2 separate regions of the Gossypium arboreum genome follow, and region 1 is linked to region 2. The links are chromatin contacts, called in public Hi-C maps. All regions are on one chromosome and are shown on one strand. The core of a region is the stretch at or near the end of the contact, and the rest is flanking DNA. Distances in the headings are between cores, read along the strand shown.

Region 1 (2,744 bases), core at 50-2,549, 770 kb after region 2:
TTGAATTTTCACCAAGATTCTTTCCTTTCAGATCCTTTCTCTCTCTCTTTTAGAGGCTTTTGTCACAGATCAACATTAGCCACAGTTTTCATTTTTTATTTTTCACAGAGAGGACCAATTGTTGGTAAAATTGGGTCTCTCTCTCTCTCTCTCTCTCCTTGAAGGAATCGATCAATAAGATGACAGTGTCAATACAATAAAATAAAAAGTATTTGTTGTTTCATTTCTTTAATACTATAATATTATAATCATTGACAGTCACACTATTATATTTCTAGCTGTCTTCCCATTTCTATATTTGGTTCTCTACCTCTCTCTCTCTCTCTCTCTCTCTCTCTCTCTCTCTCTCAAGCTGTGTTTTTGTTCATTTCATTGTATAATGGTGTTGTTCTTGTAAAGGGTGCTTGAGAGAGAAACCGAGAAAGAGAGGTGGGAAGGTAAAGTTTGGGTTTTTATGAGGTTTGAGTGATGAAGGGGAAAGAGAGGTAGCTATATTGAAGTGGGGTTTGTCTTGCTTTTGAAGCTTCGAGCTGTGTTTGTTGTTGGGGTTGGGGTTGGGAGGTAGATGGATACCAAAGGAAGACTTGTTGCTGGTTCTCATAACAGGAATGAGTTTGTTCTCATCAATGCTGATGAGATTGCAAGAGTAAGCACCTTCAAAGCTTATCGCCTCTTTTAGTATTTTGTTTCCCGTTACGGGCTACACCAATAGTTAGTGAAGGATTTGGGACGAGTAAGAGCTGGTTAATGTGTTGTTTCGTATTCTTTAGGATTTAAAGCTTTTTTTTTTACCACCATTTTTGGGTTTCGATGAGTCTCTCTCTCCCTTTCTCTCTCTTTCCTTATAAAGTTCTGGTTGGTGGATTAGCAGAAATTTTTACCCTTGCTTCCGTGGCTGTTTTCTTCAGCTTGGTAGAATATCACATTCCAGGAAAATTTCTTCTCTTGTGGTTTTTTTTTTTGGGGGGTGGGGGTTGGCATAGTGTTTATATACACCTAGATTCAACAAAATCAAATATCATTAACCCTCCCTTGTTATCTCAATTTAGTATCTTTTCTAGTTTGTAGATCTCAGAGCTGGTAGATGCATCCCATTTAGGCAATTAGTAACTCTTGTTTTTTGTATTTTCATTTTTTGTTATTTAAGCTATTAAAAAAGCTGAATCGTTGGGTAACCTAAATTGTTCTGTTCGGTTTACTGAAAAGCATATTTAATGATCTGGTGGCGATTGACGTTGTTAGTTGTGTAACTATGACTTGCAGGTGACTTCTGTTAAAGAACTAAGTGGGCAGATTTGCCAGATCTGTGGAGATGAGATAGAGATTTCACTTGATGGAGAACCCTTTGTTGCCTGCAATGAGTGTGCATTCCCGGTATGCAGACCTTGCTATGAATATGAAAGAAGAGAGGGCAATCAAGCATGCCCTCAATGCAAAACCAGATACAAGCGCATTAAAGGTGAGCCTTTAGAAGTTATCTTTTAGTAAAAAAGAAAAATTCCCTTGAAGATGATAGATTTAGCTAAAAATGTGGCCTACTCCAGGTTGCCCTCGTGTGGAAGGGGATGAGGAAGAGGACGGTGCTGATGATTTGGAGAATGAGTTTGATATTGCTAGCCAAGATAGGAGAGATCCTCACCATATTGCTGCTGCTATGCTCTCTGCTCGACTCAATATCAATCGTGGTTCCCAACCTCATGTTTCAGGGATAAGCACCCCAGCGGAGTTTGATGCTGCTTCTGTTGCTACAGAGATCCCACTTCTGACATATGGTGAAGAGGTGAATTATTTTTTGGTTAAGTTCTGTTTCTTATGTATCGCATTGTTGGTTGACATTTCTAATTGATTATTACTAAAGGATGCTGGGATTTCCTCTGATAAGCATGCTCTTATCGTTCCTCCCTTTATGAGTTGTGGAAAACGGGTCCATCCAATGCCAGTTCCTGATCCTTCCTTGACTTGTAAGTTGTCTCATATGATTGGTAGAAATGTGCTAATTGTGCACATTGCTGTTATTCACATGTCCGTTCTAGTGTATAATGGTTTCTGTTGCTGACAACACAGTGCCACCCAGACCAATGGATCCTAAGAAAGATTTGGCGGATTATGGGTATGGAACTGTTGCATGGAAGGAAAGAATGGAGGATTGGAAGAGAAAACAGAATGAGAAACTCCAGGTGGTTAAGCATGAAGGATATAACAGAGATGAATTTGAGGATCCTGATTTGCCAGTGTAAGTGCATTTTATCACTCTGAAATTCTTAACTGCTGCGTCTGAGCTTGTTTAAGTCACAAAAGCTTGTTCCTGCAATTGTTTGTTTACTAGATTCCTCTTCCTTTTTTGGGTTCAAAGAATATGGGAATTGTCAATTGATTCAGTTAGTAATTATCAAAGACGGCATGAGTTGATAATTATTAAAGGTATTCGTGGTTAATTATATAAACATAATTGCTGTTTTTCACTTCTGCTAAACGAACCATTTTTTCATTGGTTCCTTTTCTTTTGAGAAATATCAATCTTTTATATGATTGCGTTATCTACTTTTTGTTGGCTCTAGAGTTTGTATCCTCTTTACATTTATGTTACTTTTTTCATGTGAGTGAATGAGTGCATCATTTTTCTGTGTTAGCGAAGCTATTCAAACTTGTATATAAGGTTTCTGCATGAAAAAAGCCATAATTAATATCTGTTTCATTTGCCAAACTTACTGTAGGCTAGAAGTCACTATATTCATTTATGACTG
Region 2 (2,700 bases), core at 156-2,655:
GGTTGAATATTTTGAAAGTTGAATGGATTTGAATTTTAAAATAGTGTAAATTTTCTAATAAAATTCTTAATATGAATCTAATCATTTCTCTAAATTATTAAGTAAAGCTAGAAAAGGATTAAAAAGAGAAAATAGAAATGAAATATGTCAATACATATTATTATTTAATATTTTCTCCGAGTTAGTTGTTACATTATCTAGGGTTTTTTTTTTTTTTAAACAAATATCAATTGATGCCATTTAAACTTCGAGAAGAAATTAGTTAAGGGTGAGTATTCGATCAAGTTGAGTCAAATCGAATAAAAAAATTTCGAATTAGTTGAGTTGACGAATCCTATTTTTGCAATTAAGCTCGATTTAAATTTTTTTCGAATCGAGTTAAAATTTCAAGTCAAGTTGAGTCGAATTAACGAATCTTATTATTTATACTCATTGTTTCATTTACATGGATTGATTATTTTACTAGTAGACAAAATACAAGCTTTTATATTAATTTTGAATAAAGGAAAACAAGTAAAGTGGAGCAATTCGAGAAGGAAAGTAAGACTAATGGGTAAACATTTATCAAAATAATCTAGTTTTGCAGCTTGATATTTTTGACTTTTAACATTAGAAAAGGTAAACATTTATCAACATAATGCAGTTTTGTCTTTTTTTATTTGGATTTTCGGATAATTCGAATTAGGGGTGAGCGTTCGATCAAGTCGAGTGAAACCGTTCGAGTTAAATTAGAAAAATTAATAATGTTAAATTAAAATCTTGTACAATATAACTATTTCTATGTTAAAATACATAAATTTGAAACAATATATATTTGAAAACTTTTTAAAGCAAAAATAAAAATAAAAAATTTTAGTATAATAAACTTGAATCATTAATCACTTATTTAGATTCCATAATTATTATTTTATTAATTTTTGATATATTTTTAGATTTTTTAAATTTATACTTTTTTTAAAAATAAAATTTTAAAATTTTTATAAATATTATGAATTTTAAAATTATTTTCAAAATTTGAAATTTATTTTTATTTTTTTAATTTTTGTTAAGAGATTAATTTGCTCATTCTCAAAATTGAGGAGCCAAAACGATATTTTTACTAATCTGTTATTCAAATTATTTGAGTTATTTGAATTGTAAAAATTCAACTCAACTCAACTTGAAATCCGAAATTTCTTATTCGAGTTGACTTGAATAATTCGAATAACTCGAATAACTTAATTTAATTAACTCAAAATTTAATTTTTTTTTAATTTTTTCAAATTAAATCGAATTTTACTCACCCTTAAAATCAGTTGCAATCTGACCATAGGTGTAGCCAAACCATTGGGTAACTAAATGGCGCCTAGGAGACCTCGAAACAGCTTAACTGCATTAAAAGCACCAACAGTAAACAAAAGTAACAAAACCAAAATAGCTAAACAAAATAAAGGTAACAAAACAAAAACCAGAAAAAGAAATGAAAGCCCCCAGATCTAAAACTTTCCTCTCCAGAGAACTTTCAAGCTTTTCTTAGCACGAGTGAATCGTCGAGGTAACCAGAAAAACTCGTCATATTTTGATTGCAACAAAACTAGAAAACCTCTCATCAGGCCTTCGAGTTCATTGGACAACCCACTATCTTCGAATCGGGACTCAGCCTTTACAAATGGTCGCTTACCCTAACCCCTCTCCTATCATTGTCAACAAGCCTTTCTACCTCCCTCGGGACTTTCTCTACCCAATACATGGGGTAATCGTACTTTCTGCCTTCCATCACCAACCTATGTGTCGTCGCATTAGCCTCCCGAGGTACGAAACTAAACTGGAGGCTCCTAAACTTGGCCCCTCTTCCCTTAATATCTTTTATGAGATTACTGATCCTAAATTTGTCCTCTTTTGCATATTTCAGTTACCGGATGACTATTAAAGCATCCCCCTCAACACACACATCTCGAAAACCTAGCTCTTCTACAAAAGAGACCATATTCAAACATGCTCGCACCTCAGCCATGGTCGGATCTAGAATGTTCTCCCATAGGTAAGTGCACAATGCCATGACCAGTCCTTCCTTATTTCATGCTACTATACCCAAGTATGAGATCTGTAATTGTTGATTAAATGAAACGTCAAAGTTAAGCTTAATAGTGTCACCCTCCGATGGTTCCCAAACATATTGCTTAGGTAAATCTAGTGATTTTGATAACTCACTCAACTGCTCTATTTCTAACACGTACGCATTTATGAAACCCATTACATCTTGAATCTGATCTCTAATCCCCTCATGATAAACTTTGTTACGGTTATACCATAGAGCCCAATAAGAGATGACTAATTTTCTACATACCATTAAACTGCTTTTCATAAAATCCTCTGCTAACCACTGTTTCCAACTATGTTGCATGTTAATTGTCGAGAGAGCCATACCAACCTCTCCAGGACGTGCTTTGAGAAAACACAATCACGAAAAAAAAAAGGCACACCGACTCCTCCTCCACTTTACAAACTAGACAAAGAGAATTCACAACAAGCTTACGTGACTTCAGCACCCTTAACGTTGGCACAAAAACATTAGTTACTTCAAATTCAAATTCGATAAATTGACTTTGCAGAAAAATATATTATTAGGAAAATACAAAATAATAAAAACTCATGCAATTTGTCCAATGTCCATAGTTTAAAAATCCCATGTCACAGTTCAATAGTCTATCATAAAATAAA

Evidence for each region. Hi-C and Micro-C count contacts between places; a contact is called where the count stands out from the background.
Region 1: a contact with region 2 is called in a Hi-C map of leaf, with 3 times the contacts expected there. The contact joins the enhancer-like site here to the promoter of LOC108478646 in region 2. A contact is called at or near these places in 2 of 5 Hi-C or Micro-C datasets (both in leaf).

What each region holds. Positions count from the first base shown.
Region 1 is chr6:80,677,797-80,680,540 of ASM2569848v2, forward strand. It overlaps the pseudogene LOC108486187. Among protein-coding and RNA genes, the nearest start is that of LOC128294736, 33 kb to the left of the region's middle. Within about 2 kb of position 1,300, at least 2 of the 2 cell types and tissues checked have an H3K27ac peak or open chromatin away from gene starts, as enhancers often do. A contact at or near this core is called in leaf, where this site is marked.
Region 2 is chr6:79,911,429-79,914,128 of ASM2569848v2, forward strand. LOC108478646 reads left to right here and starts at 1,406. Exons shown (of 3, transcript XM_053029952.1): 1 at 1,406-1,791; 2 at 1,892-2,020. The coding sequence starts at 1,649. It overlaps LOC108478086 (protein STRUBBELIG-RECEPTOR FAMILY 5-like), which reads left to right. Exons shown (of 16, transcript XM_017780515.2): 16 at 1-17.